Regions from separate parts of the Pan troglodytes genome. Here region 2 is linked to region 1. Evidence: chromatin contacts called from public Hi-C data. All regions are on one chromosome and are shown on one strand. Each heading gives the region's core, a stretch centred on a gene start, on an enhancer-like site or on the middle of the called end of the contact. The rest is flanking DNA. Distances are from core to core; before and after follow the strand shown.

Region 1 (6,721 bases), core at 1,672-4,171:
CTATCTCTAGGTGTTAGGATAAGAGTTGCATTTGTTTTGTTTTAGATTTTTTTATATTTTCCAAGTTTTCTGCCTAATACACATATTACTTTTATCATTCATTCTTTGTTATCTAACACAGATTTTTTTTTTTTTTTTTTGAGACAGAGTCTTCCTCTTGTCGCCCAGGCTGGAGTGCAGTGGCACAATCTCAGCTCACTGCAACCTCCGCCTTCCAGGTTCAAGCAATCCTCCTGCTGGGATTACAGATGCCCACCCCCATGCCTGACTGTTTTTTGTATTTTTAGTAGAGACGGGGTTTCGCCATGTTGGCCAGGCTGGTGTGGAATGCCTGACCTTATGATCTGCCCACCTTGGCCTCCCAAAGTGCTGGGATTACAGGTGTGAGCCACCGTGCCCAGGTTTTGCCCCAACCTTTTTGGTACCAGGGACCAGTTTCACGGAAGACAATTTTTCCATGGATGGGGTGCGGGGGGATGGTTTCAGAATAATTCAAGTGCATTACCCTTATTGTGCACTGATTTCTATTATTATTACATTGTGATATACAATGAAATAATTATACAACTCACCATAATGTAGAATCAGTAGGAACCTGAGCTTGTTTTCCTGCAACTAGATGGTCCCATCTAGGGGTGAGGGGAGACAGTGACAGGTCATCATGCATTAGATTCTCATAAATAGCAGCAATCTAGATCCCTCACATGCGCAGTTCACAATAGGGTTCATGCTTCTATGAGAATCTAATGCTGCCTCTGATCTGACAGAAGGTGGAGCTGAGGCAGTAATGCGAGTGATGGGGAGCAGCTGTAAATACAGATGAAGCTTGGCTCGCTTGCCTGCTGCTCAGCTCCTGCTGTGCAGGCTGGTTCCTAACGAGCAAGAGGAAACCTGGAGGACACTTTGGTTTCATCAAGCAACACTTGCCACCAGGAAGGCGTTGAGTGCCAATTCCACACCCAATACCCCCAGGTAGAGGAAGTCTTGGGCCTTGGGGTTTGCAGTCTAGTTTCCTGGTAGTGTCTGTCATGGGGCTGAAGACCAAGCTTCATCTTCATGCTAGACTTTGCCCATTTGGATATTTCATATCTTGAGAGGCAAAGAGAGCTTCTGCAATGTTTGAGGCCAAAATTCAAAGCAGAGCCAGGCCCAGGAATCCCATCAAGCAAGGCCTCTTGCCCATTCTGCTAAGATTCAGATAACTTTGGGAATATAAATGGCTCCCTGGGCCACTGTCTTAATCTTTCTATACCTTGGTGAGGCTTCTGTTAATGGTAGAATCTAGATGAAGGATAGTTTGGGCCACTTCGTAAATGTGGGTAGTGATTTTATTCAGATTAGATGATTTTGTTCAGATTAGGATGCCAAAAATCTGGAACAAGGCAAGACCAGAAAGTCTGGTTAGGCAAGAGGCAAATGGTTTAAAACAGAGACCTTCATAATTTGGCAAGCTTTTAAATTACTTGGAGTATGCAAAATACAGTTGCCTGGACCTTACCCGAGACCCACGGGAAAACAACAACAACAACAACAACAGGGCAGGTTCCATGGATCTGTGCCGGGCTATTCCCCCAGAGAAATCAGGGAAAATTATAGATGTCCATAATTCCATACAGAATTATAGGTCCCTGAGCTTGGTTTGCTGAGATAACATGTTGCTTTTCTGTCTCTCTCTCTTTTTCTCTCTCTCAATGTCTTTCCCTTTTCAAAAGTAGATGTCACCTTTCTGATCCAATGCTTGATTGCTAGCTGGGCTGAACCAGAAGCATCACGTCTAGTTAGTCTAGATGTGGATACAATTCAGTAATCATAAATATTAGAGCTAGAATATTGTAGGTAATTGATGTAACCAAGTGAAGAACCAGAGACCCAGAGATGAAAAGTTCCTTGCCCAGATCTCCAAACTCACATCCAGGTTGCTCCCTGCCTACCCTCATCTCTTATAAGCCAGCATCCTTTTACAGCAGACTGTGGGCCCCAAAGCACAGCTGTGGACAAGAGGGCACTGTACATTCACCCCAAGGTCTCAAGGCCACCAGGGGCTTGGTCAGCGTTTGTGGTTGTGGCACTTCACATTTGCCTGCTTTGAGGGCTCCCAAAAACCCACTTCCTGGCCGGGCATGGTGGCTCATGCCTGTAATCCCAGCACTTTGGGAGGCCAAGGCAGGCAGATCACTTGAGGTCAGGAGTTCAAGACCAGCCTGGCCAACATGGTGAAACCCCATCTCTACCAAAAATGCAAAAATTAGCCAGGCGTGGTGGTGGGTTCCTGTAGTCCCAGCTACTTGAGAGGCTGAGGCAGGAGAATCACCTGATCCCAGGAGGTAGAGGTTGCAGTGAGCCGAGATCACACCACTGCACTCCAGCCTGAGCGAGAGTGAGACTCTGTCTCAAAAAAAAAAAAGACAAAACCCACTTCCTTTCACCTTAGCACCCTAATGAGTAACAAGGAAGTTCAGAGATGAGTTCCTTTGCCCCAGCCTCTTTAGCAATGTGTTTTGAGAGTGCTGGGCTCCCTCGTGGTGCAGAGAGGGGACATCATCTTGCAGTGGACTTTCACAGGAGACCACACCCAAGAAGCCAAAATCCAGTCCATGTGGAGTGCATCCTCAGGCTCTAGGGGCCCATGGTCCCCTGTTCCTTGCACCATCAGATAGTCCCATGTGTGGGTCGCTGGCCTTGTTTCTGGTACCTTGCAGGGAGACCAGGCCAAGTGTGAAAATCCACCAGGGCCCTTTGCAAGCCCAAATTGAGGATTTTGTGGCCGCATTAAAATGCCTTTCTCCTTCTTCTGAAAAAGGATTAGACGCAACAAAGTGCTTGAGCCCTCAGCGCCGGTGAAAAGAAGCCCAGTCTCAAGTGTTAAGCTCGGATTCCACGCAGCCTCCGGCAAAGGCCTCCTCAGGAAACAGGCCTGTGTGGCTGCAGCTGCTCAGATTCCAGCGCTTAGGGTTGATTTGCACCAGTCGCGGGGGTAGGGGTGGGGGCAGACCAGTTGTTTTAAGGAGATTATTGCCTGAAAGCAAAGCCAGTTTTCCTGTGTGCCACCCACTTCTTGAAGGTGATTTTTTTACATAGTGCCACCAAAACTGGTAGGCGTGGAAACAGGAGTTTACATCTTCTGAGAGCGTCCAACAGCCTCGGCTTCAGGCGCCTTATCTTATTTAATCATGACCATATTACCTCTGTTCTGGGCTGAATTGTACTCCCAAAATTCATATGTTGAAGCCCTAATTCCCCATTACCTAGGATTGTAACCATAACAGGAGATATGGTTTTTAAAGAGGCAATTAAGTTAAAATGAGGTCATATGAGGGGACCCTAATCCAATATGATTGGTGTCATTATGAGAAAAAAAATTAGGACACACGCATACACAGAGGGAGTCCATGTGACAGCGCAAGAAGGTGGCTGTCTACACCCAAGGTTAGAGGCCTTGGAAGAAACCAGCCCTGCTGACACCTTCGTCTCAGGTTTTCTAGCCTCCAGAATTGTGAGAAAATAAAATCTGCTGTTGAAGCCACCCAGTCCGTGGTATTTTGTTATGACAGCCTTAACAAAATCATCCAACCTCCATTTTACAGATGGGTAAACCAAGGCTTAGCCAAGTGAGGTAACTGACCCAATGGTATATAGCATTTTTTTTTTTTTTTTTGAGATGGAGTTTTGCTCTTGTTGCCCAGGCTGGAGTGTAATTGTGCAATCTCAGCTCACCGCAACCTCTGCCTCCCGGGTTCAAGCGATTCCCCTGCCTCAGCCTCCCGAGTAGCTGGGATAACAGGCATGTGCCACCTTGCCTGGCTAATTTTGTATTTTTTTTTTTTTTAGTAGAGACGGGGTTTCACCATGTTGGTCAGGCTGGCCTAGAACTCCCAACCTCAGGTGATCCGCCCACCTCGGCCTCCCAAAGAGCTGGGATTATAGGAATGAGCCACCGCGCCTGGCCGGTGTGTAGCTCTTGAGTATCACGGGCCCAGGTCTGATTTGTCTGATTCCAAAACTCTTATGTTTAACCCCCTCATTAACTGCCTGAAGAAGGGAGCCGGGGGACAGAATTCTAACACTCCCTGGGCAAGAGTTAACACCTAGGCTTTATGATGCTTTTAGTAAGGGGGCTGTTAGGCCAATGTCTCCCACCGTACTGCTGTAATGTGGGCAGGCCTGTCTGGGGGCTTCCACAGCATGATGTTTGACTGGGGACTTGAAATGGATTTGTCACATAAATTGACTGACAAGTGGTTCTCAAACCTGTTTGCAAATTAAAATCTTGGGAGCAGCTAGAAAACAAGAGCCATCTTTTTGGGCCTAGCTAAGAGCTGCTGGGAATGGACTCCTGAAATCTGCATTTTCGGTAGATTCTCTGGGTGAGTCTAATGCATAGTCGTTTGAGAACCAATTTAGGAGAGAAAGCATTCAAAGGGTATAGTTTCCCAGTGAGGATAATTTTCATATGGGAAGGACCATTTATTTAAAAGAAATTCACAGGCAGCTCCTCAGTATTTCTGTCCCCTAGGTAACTGGCATGACCTGTAGTATGCAGAGGGACATCAAGAACCCAAGGCAACCTCTGCTGATCTTTAACAGAAGCTTCCTGCAGCTTCGGGTGCCCCCCATTCCATAGATGGCTCCACCACAGCCCCAGTAACTGATCCATGTCTCCAACCAGCCAGGCAGCAGACAGGCCTTCCTTAAAGGGTCTCATGCTGCAGTTTAATGCTGTCCTCAGTTGAAGAACTTCAGTGGGGATGTAGGACATGTTTGCTACAACCCTCACAGTATGTTTTCAGGTGCATCAGCGTAATTATTAGGTCATAGGCCCCAGCCCTCCAGGTGAGAGCGGCTTGGGGCCCAGCTTCTTCAGCCCAGTTGGCTGATTACATGCTTAGAATTCAGAAAACTGGCTTGTTTCTTAGGGCACTGACAAAATAAACCCCACAGTGTCAGGGTGAAGGAATTCTGCTCTGCTGAAGTCTTTTAGATTAGAAAGGGCAACATCAGGTTCCGATTATAGCTACAAGGGATATTTCCTCATTGGGAACTCTGTCCTACCTGCCTTATAGGTTTAGACCTCCCCATATTAGTTATCCATTGCTGTGTAATTAAACACCCTAAAACTTATGGGCTTAAAACAACAACAAACCGGCTGGGCGCAGTGGCTCACACCTGTAATCCTAGCACTTTGGGAGGCCAAGGCGGGTGGATCACAAGGTCGGGAGATCGAGACTATCCTGGCCAACATGGTGAAACCCCGTTTCTACTAAAAATACAAAAATTAGTCAAACGTGATGGCACATCCTTGTAATCCCAGTTACTCAGGAGGCTGAGGCAGGAGAGTCATTTAAACCCAGAAAGTGGAGGTTGCAGTGAGCAGAGATTGGCCACTGCACTCCAGCCTGGTGACAGAGTGAGACTCTGTCTCAAAACAACAACAACAACAAACCTTATTTTATCTCCCAGTTCCATGGGTCACGGATTCAGGAGAAGCTTAGCTGGGTGGTTCTGGCTCAGGGTCCCTCTTGAGGTTCCTGTCATGTGTCACCTGGGGCTGTAGTCTTCTGAAAGCTAGACTGGGGCTGCAGGGTCTGCTTCCAAGGAGGCACACTCACACACCTGGCAAGTTGGTGCTAATTGTTGGTGGGAAACCTCAATTCCTCCCTCATGGGCTGTTCACAGCCTGCTTGAATGGCCTCACAACATGGCAGCTGGCTTCCCTCTTAGATGGTGATCCAAGAGGGAGCAAGGCAGAAGTCAGAAGTACTTTCTTTCTTTTTTTTTTTTTTGAGATGGAGTCTCGCTGTGTCGCCCAGGCTGGAATGCAGTGCCGCAATCTTGGCTCACTGCAACCTCTGCTAATCTGTTTTTATATTTTCAGTTAATCTAATGCTAATTTATTATGATACCACTGGCCCAATTAACAGAACACATTATTCCAATCTGTGGTGAAACCTCCAAGATATGTGTCAAACATATATATATATATATATATATGTTTAATGCTACCTTTACGGTTGTGAACAAAATCACTATTTATATTCAAATGTTATTTGCAGAGCCTTTACTATGTTCCAGAATGCTCTTTCATATATTTTCCTATTAAATTTTCAAAATCACCCTATAGGCTGAGTATTTCAATGTTTGATTCATTTCCCTCCATATTTCACCTCTAGAGAGGCTAGAGGACTCAATCAAAGTCACATAAGGGGAAGAACCAGTTAGTGACAGAGTCCATTTCCACCATTTGAAGCCGCATTTGTGACCCTTCACCAGCTGCTTCCTTGAGCTTGGTGAACACATGGCCTCGCTGTCTTCTCTGCGTCACTGGGACTATCTTCTGTGATCACTGAAGATGATGGTTGTGAATAATGGTGGCATCAGGAAAGTGCGGTGGCGGCCACTTACTGGGAGCTTACTGTGTGCCAGGCATGGTGCTAAACCCCTGCTTGTGTTGTCCACGCGGCAGGAATTATCATCATTTCACAGATTAACAGACGTAGGTGCAAAAGGCTAAGCCATTTGCCCAGGTCACAAACAATTGTTGGGGCTGGAAATGAGGCCTCCTGTGTGACTCACATCCATGCATTTACCTGCCAGCTCCTCTCCCCAGGGCTCTGCTTCTGCAACTCTCAGTTGGCAGGTGGAGACCCTCCCTAAATGATTGATAGCCAGGTTTCCTTTGAAAAGCCTCCTGATATGGTTTGGCTGTGTCCCCACCCTATCTCAT
Region 2 (6,721 bases), core at 1,513-4,012, 190 kb after region 1:
CTCCGAAGGGGGTGGCATGTTTCTGCAGAAACGCAGCAGAGGGTCAGGTACCCCAAATGCACCCTCCTTCCTGGTAGCAAGCAGGGTCCCCCGCTGGAAGAGCTGCCTGTTTGGGGCAGGTTTTCTAAATATTAAAATGTCAGTGGCCGGGTGGAGGGCAGGAGGACACCTGGGGCCTGACCTGTGCACAGCAGGACCTTGCTACCCCACCAGACCGGAGTACACAGGCCGCATGTGGTAAGAAGTTTTCTCCCCACCCGACTGGCCCCAAATATGAAAAGAGAGGTGGAGCAGGAAAGCTCTTCCTTGTTTTGGTGGCAGGCAAGTGTCTGTGGTCAGGAGCCATGGAGACTCGTGCCGCGGACTGCGAAGCCACCCAGCCATCTGGCCCAAGCTCCTGTGACCGGAAGAGCTTGTTTTGCCCTGTTCCCCCAGAGCCAGCAGCGCAGACCACAGGGGGCTTGCATTATGTTAGCAAATGAAGAAATGCTTTAACAGGAATAGGCAAATTGTCATCTATTTTAAAGATTTACTTCTAACATAGAAACACAATGAAAATCCAGCTATATTATCCACAGAACAACTACAGGGCTTACAAAAAAAACCCTCTTTCATCATGCATGTCAGCGTGACCTGGCGTGTGAGCCCAGTGCAAGCAATGGACTATGTTTCTAGAGACCTTATGCGCAGCTGCACTCCGGGAGAGCACCTAAAGTCTAGGACTGAGGTCTGGGGGAAGTAAGGCCCAGGCAATCCCTCTCCTGACCCTCTCTACGTTGGATCTGATGTTTCTTCCACAAACTGGGAAGTTCAGATTCCCCAGAATCTGGCTTTGGATAAGGGGAAGCAGGAACAACTCTACTTTTATATGAAGCTGGACATTTGTCCAAAATTGCTTCCTTGTTGCTGTGCCACTTGGGGACATGAACCAAGTCAGATGAGGCTTCATTTTGGCATCAACACCCCACATCCATCTCATTCAGCCAAGGTCTGTCTGTCCTCCGGTTCCCGGTTCAGTCCCTGGGAAGAAACTGAATTGTCCTCTCTTCCAAGTGTGGCCCATGCACTCATCCAGGCCACAGGATCCCCTTGAAGGCTCCCCTGCTGCCCCACACCCACCCCATCTGGAAATTACCAAGTCCTTATGGACTTTGCTCTTTATTCATTCACAAAGAATGTAAGATTCCATTTTTTTAAGAACTGAATAGAAATCCCCGGCATCACCATATCAGGGCGTCTGTTCCACGCCAACTCAGTAATTGCCCCGTTTCTAGTGCTTTTTTTTTCTCCACCAAAACCAACTTAAGCTGATTACCGCCATCTCAAACAACCTCACTGGGCTCCAGATATATCCATTTAATATGGCCAAGACAAGCAGCCAACTGCCGTTTTCAAAAGACGATCTGACAGATTCTATTCACTTTCAAAGTAGCTCTCCACGGCTGGAATAATTATCTTTCATTTCCCCCATTCTGACACCTTTCAATGATTTGTTGACATCTGAAGAGTTATGGGCAATCTTAGAAGAGGCAGCTGGACTTTCCGCCCCCAAAGATACAAGCACAAAAAGGATTCCCATACAGCATCTGAAATAACTCTGTTCTTTGCAAATGGATATCCAAATCTGCATGTTAATAGGGACACTTTTATCTTTAAATATAACCTCAAAAAAAGAAGGGGGGACAGTATTCATTTAACTTGTTCACCGCCAACTCAAGAAAATGCACCTTTCCCTCAAAACCAGGGTTCCCTCCCTTGACCCGTAAAACCAGAAAAAATGCAGATATGCTGAGTTTTCAAACATCTCATGTTTGCTGCAGTCCTCGTTCGAGGGAGAACAGCAGGAGAAATCCGAGCAAATGGCAAGAGGCCTCCACTGTTTCATCTGCTGCCAATGAGGTTTTAAGTGAGCATCACTGGAATAATGTCTATTAATAATTTGCACTTCTATAGCCCTTTCTTGAGGGTGTCTCTAAGTGCCCTCCCACGAACACAGGCCTCGCTTGCAGGGAAAGAGCTCGACACAGGAATGAACCTCCTGCCTTTGGGCACAGTGCCTCCCAGCTCCTGTCTTAGCACAGAGGCACTTTGTCTTTAAAACTCCAGCAAAATGGGGCCTGGGAGAGGTTTTTTTTGTTTTTTGGTTTTTGTGTGTGTGTGTGTGGATATATGTTATATATATATATATATATATATGTATATATATATGTATACATTACGCAATTACAAATATAGGTCCCATCAACACGCAGGATAAATATGGAATGCAATATCTTCAGATTATTTTCTTTCTCTGTTTTTTCTGTCTCCTGCCTCCCCAACACACAAAATTTGAGGACTTTCGTTAACTATTTTAGTAGTCTATCAAACCAAGTGCCTGGTAGATTTCAGTATGGGGGAGTAGTGACAGTGGCCGCAAGAAAGGATCAGATGCAGCCACGATCGTTGTCAGAGATAAATAAACACGAAATAGTGAAGGAAAATGGGACAAGCACGCAGCAGTTTGCAGCCTGGACCAATCACAGTGATGCCTCTTGTGGTGGCCTGGAGCCCTCTGCACAGTCCGGAGAAAAGACAGCCGTGGGGATCGGTTTCTGTTCCGAGAGTACATAGCAGAGTGAGGCTGCTGGGGTTGAAGCCGCTTGTTTGAGTTTTCCAGCTCTAATCAGATCGTCCTCCGAAGAGGGAAGTCTCTAAGGAACCAGGAACACAGACCACATCTGCTGGTCACTTCTTTTCCCCCTCGTAGCTTCCAGCCACAGTCCCTCAATCAACAGCGCCCCTTACTGGCCAGAGAGTTGCAAACCCAGAGGGTACTGGGGTTTCTCAGATAACCGCTGGCAACCTGGAAATGGACATATCTGTATCATCCATCTCCAGTTATAGAATTTTGAACACACTATCGAGAGCAGCTGTTGCAATCCCAGCTCAAGTCTCACGGCCATCCCTCTGTCTTGAACTTGGTCTTGGCGAAGTCAGGTCTCTCTGTGGGAGTTTTATCATCAGGGGAGCTGCTTCTCCCAAGAAACCAATAACCACCAATACTGTGTGTGATCTTAGCAGATCCAAAGCTTCGAGAAGCCTTCATCAAGATCAGACATTGCGACAGGAGAATCCTGTTCCCTGCAAACAGGATGGATTTGGATTCTAAGTGGTTGAAGTCACAGAGCGGTCATTAAAATAACAAAGAGGCACTGGCCTTTTTCAAGCACCTTTCTGGACTTCTCCAAAGAAACCCTGCTGATGAGAGGGCACAGAGTTCATTAGCAATCATCTTGGGTCAGCTGATGACAGGAGTGAAGCCAAGGCTGGCACGGGCGGTGACAGAGCAGGCGAGCAGAGTTGACCTGGGTTATTTTAGGTGAGGGGGTGGGCGCAGAGGGAGACAGAGAGGTGGAGGGAGTTTATTTTGGTTGAGGCACTTTATTTTGCTTTCTTGCTTGTGAGGATTCATTTCCCCTGGGTAATTTAAAGTTTGTAAGAACCTTGGAATTCCTTGGAGAGAAAGCACCATTGCAAATAAAGAGGCCACAGCACTAGTGATGGTGGAGAAAGTGGCCAATGCCGTATCTTTAGATGCTTGGGTTTTGGGTTGGGTAGAGTTTTTCGGCACGTTTGGGAAGTGGCTTCTTATATGCCCAGCTCTAGTTTGGGGGCTTCCCATGTGTTTTTGTGTCTAACATGTATTGTTCTCAGCACTGTGCTGATTTTCCATGTGTTCATTCATTTAATTCTCACAACAACCAAAATGTGTTAATTCATTCATTCTGAATCAACTTGTTTAATCAAGAGAATTTGACAATGCCCACCCCCTCTCCCTTGGAAAATAAGGGTTAGCTTAGCAGACTGCTGAGGGTCAGGCTTCTTAATCCCTTTCAATGCCATTGTCAATATATTGAACCCTATTCAGGAATCAGCAATGACTTTCCGTGCCTGCTCCATCAAGTCTCATTTCCTCTGCCTTGCTCAAAAAACCTTTTATAACCCTCTTTATAATGCTCCCACTTCCTCTTCTTCCAGCTGCACCTCTACTTCTCCAAACAAATGTAGAATCCCCATGGCAGTGAGTCGAGTGTCCTGGGTGAGGTGGGAGCTATTGTTCATAATCAGTGTTGCTATTGCCTAGTAAGACACATTGCACCCCACAGAATATACCCATTGCCTTTTCTTCAACTTTGGGGGACATACCGAGTCTTCACTATACACAGAGTCTGCAGGTAGATAGAGATCTCTCAGTGGCTTTTCTAGGCAACTTGTTCCCGCTACCCCAGTAGGTATGGACATAACCTCAGCTCTCGACTCTCGGGGAGCACCATCTGGTCATCCATGTGAAAAGAAGAGACAACTCTACCCTTGTTATAAAAACATGCCTGACACTTGGAAATAAAGCAAGGGAGGACTGCCCTTCAGTGCCAGCCTGGAGCACTCAGGGTCATCACATTCCCCAGGGGATATGCCTTTGCTTGACCCATTCATTATTGGGCCCAGATTCTGATGTTACATGTTAACTTATAGATTTTTACAAAATAATTTCCCTTTTTCTTTTTTATTTTTCTTATTTATTTTATTATTATTATTATTATTATTTTTTTTTTTTTTTTTTTTTGAGATGGAGTCTCACTCTGTCGCCCGGGCTGGAGTGCAGTGGCGTGATCTCGGCTCACTGCAACCTCTGCCTCCCAGGTTCAAGAGATTCTCCTGCCTTAGCCTCCTGAGTAGCTGGGACTACAGGCACATCCCACCACGCCCAGCTAATTTTTGTATTTTTAGTAGAGACGGGGTTTCACCATGTTGGCCAGGCTCGTCTCTATCTCTTGACCTCATGATCTGCCCGCCTCAGCCTCCCAAAGTGCTGGGATTACAAGTGTAAGCCACCATGCCCGGCCTCCCTTTTGATTTCTAAATAATTTTAAAATTTTAGAAATGTTGCAAGAATAATGCAAAGACCTGTTTTTCCTAATTCACTTGAGTAATAAGTTGCTGACATGATGCCCATCACCCTAAAATACTTTAATGTGTATCTCCTATGATTGTGAAAGTCACCCACTTTCATGATCTAAATACAACCACCAAAATGAAGAAATTAACATCGGTACATACTATCATCTCATTCTCAAATGCCATCCACACTTCTCTAGTTGTTTCAATCTCACTAAACTTTTATAGGCAAGGGACCCAATCCAGGATTGCTCATCACACAGAGTTATCCCATCTCTTTAGTCTCCTTCAATCTAGAACAGTTTCTATCTCTCATGACCTTGACACTTTTGACAATTATAGGCCAATTATTCCATAGATGTTCCTTAGTGTAGGTTTTTCAGGTGATGCCTTATTATGAGGGTCAGGGATGTCTTTGGCAGAAACATCATCATAGAAGTGATGCTGGGTTCATCTTGTATCTGGCCAAGTGGCACACGATTTTAATTTACCCCAGTCCTGGTGACTTACATGTAAATGAAATAATGAAGGTGATGTTTTCCATGTGCCTCCACTGTAAAGTTACTTTTTTCCCCCTTTGTAACATACAAGGATCTTGTGGGGAGGTACGTGAGCCTTTGCAAATATCCCATTCCTCATCAGACTTCACTCACTGTTTTTAATATCCATCAGTGTTTCTTGGTTGGATGATTATGATGGTTGCCAATGAATGATTTTCTAATTCCATCACTTTCCCTATATTTATTAGTTGGAATTAGTAATTTTTGTGTAGAGATAGGGTCTCACTATGTTGCCCAGCCTGGTCTCAAACTCCTGGGCTCAAGCAACCCTCCCACCTCAGCCTCCCAAAGTGTTGGGATTCAGTTGTGAGCCACGGTGCCCCGCCATATTAGTTAGAATTCTGCTTTTTCCACTTATACATTCATCTGTTTGTTTATATCGGTAGGAACTCAAGCGTACTTATTTTACTTATCAGGTGATACTCTGCTCCTATTGTTATTCATTTTTATGCCTCAATTATCCCAGGTCTGGCCGGTAGGAGCTCCTTCACTCTGGCTTCTGGGTTCTCTGGACATGTGCCTATAATTCTTTGAGCCCTTCTTTACTTCCTGGCACAAGACGTTCTAGCTTCATCTTGTACTTTCCCTGACTCCTCATCCAGCCTTGGAATTGGCCATTTCTCCAAGGAGTTTGGGTTCCTTTAAGTGGGGACTTTAGGAACCAAGATCTGAGCACTGATGTATTGTCTGCTCCTGGGTGGAACTGTTCCCAGGCCCTCCCAGTGAACGGAACTAGGCTACATTTATATACGAGTTTACACTGACACTTCCAATTCCAGTCCAACACCAAAGGGCTTATTCTAGGATTTTTCCCTTCCACATGTGTAACTCCCTTCTTCATCGATGAGAAACCTGGTTCCCTCATCGACCTTAATATACATGATGTTCATAAGGTCCAGAAACAGTTAAATATATTTAATATTATTAAAGCCATCTCCAGTCTGTAAAATAATAATCATAATGTTGTTTTCTATGCATTCAGAATCTACAGACACCCCGTCTCTACTAAAAATGCAAAATTAGCAGGGCGTGGTAGCACATGCCTGTAATCCCAGCTACTCGGGAGGCTGAGGCAGGAGAACCACTTGAACCCGGGAGGCAGAGGTTGCGGTGAGCCGAGGTTGTGGGCTGGGTATGGTGGCTCATGCCTGTAATCCCAGCACTTTGGGAGGCCAAGGCTGGCGGCTCACAAGGTCAGGAGATCGAGACCATCCTGGTCAACA

What was found. Hi-C and Micro-C count contacts between places; a contact is called where the count stands out from the background.
Region 2: a Hi-C map of stem cell-derived neural progenitor cells shows a contact between it and region 1, with 6 times the contacts expected there. The contact joins two enhancer-like sites. A contact is called at or near these places in 2 of 7 Hi-C or Micro-C datasets (induced pluripotent stem cells and stem cell-derived neural progenitor cells).

What each region holds. Positions count from the first base shown.
Region 1 is chr22:33,634,285-33,641,005 of NHGRI_mPanTro3-v2.0_pri, forward strand. All of the region lies in intron 5 of LOC100609577 (putative uncharacterized protein C21orf62-AS1), which reads left to right. Among named protein-coding and RNA genes, the nearest start is that of OLIG2, 92 kb to the right of the region's middle. Within about 2 kb of position 2,922, at least 3 of the 24 cell types and tissues checked have an H3K27ac peak or open chromatin away from gene starts, as enhancers often do. A contact at or near this core is called in stem cell-derived neural progenitor cells, where this site is marked.
Region 2 is chr22:33,828,604-33,835,324 of NHGRI_mPanTro3-v2.0_pri, forward strand. No RefSeq gene overlaps it. Among named protein-coding and RNA genes, the nearest start is that of OLIG1, 58 kb to the left of the region's middle. Within about 2 kb of position 2,763, at least 7 of the 24 cell types and tissues checked have an H3K27ac peak or open chromatin away from gene starts, as enhancers often do. A contact at or near this core is called in stem cell-derived neural progenitor cells, where this site is marked.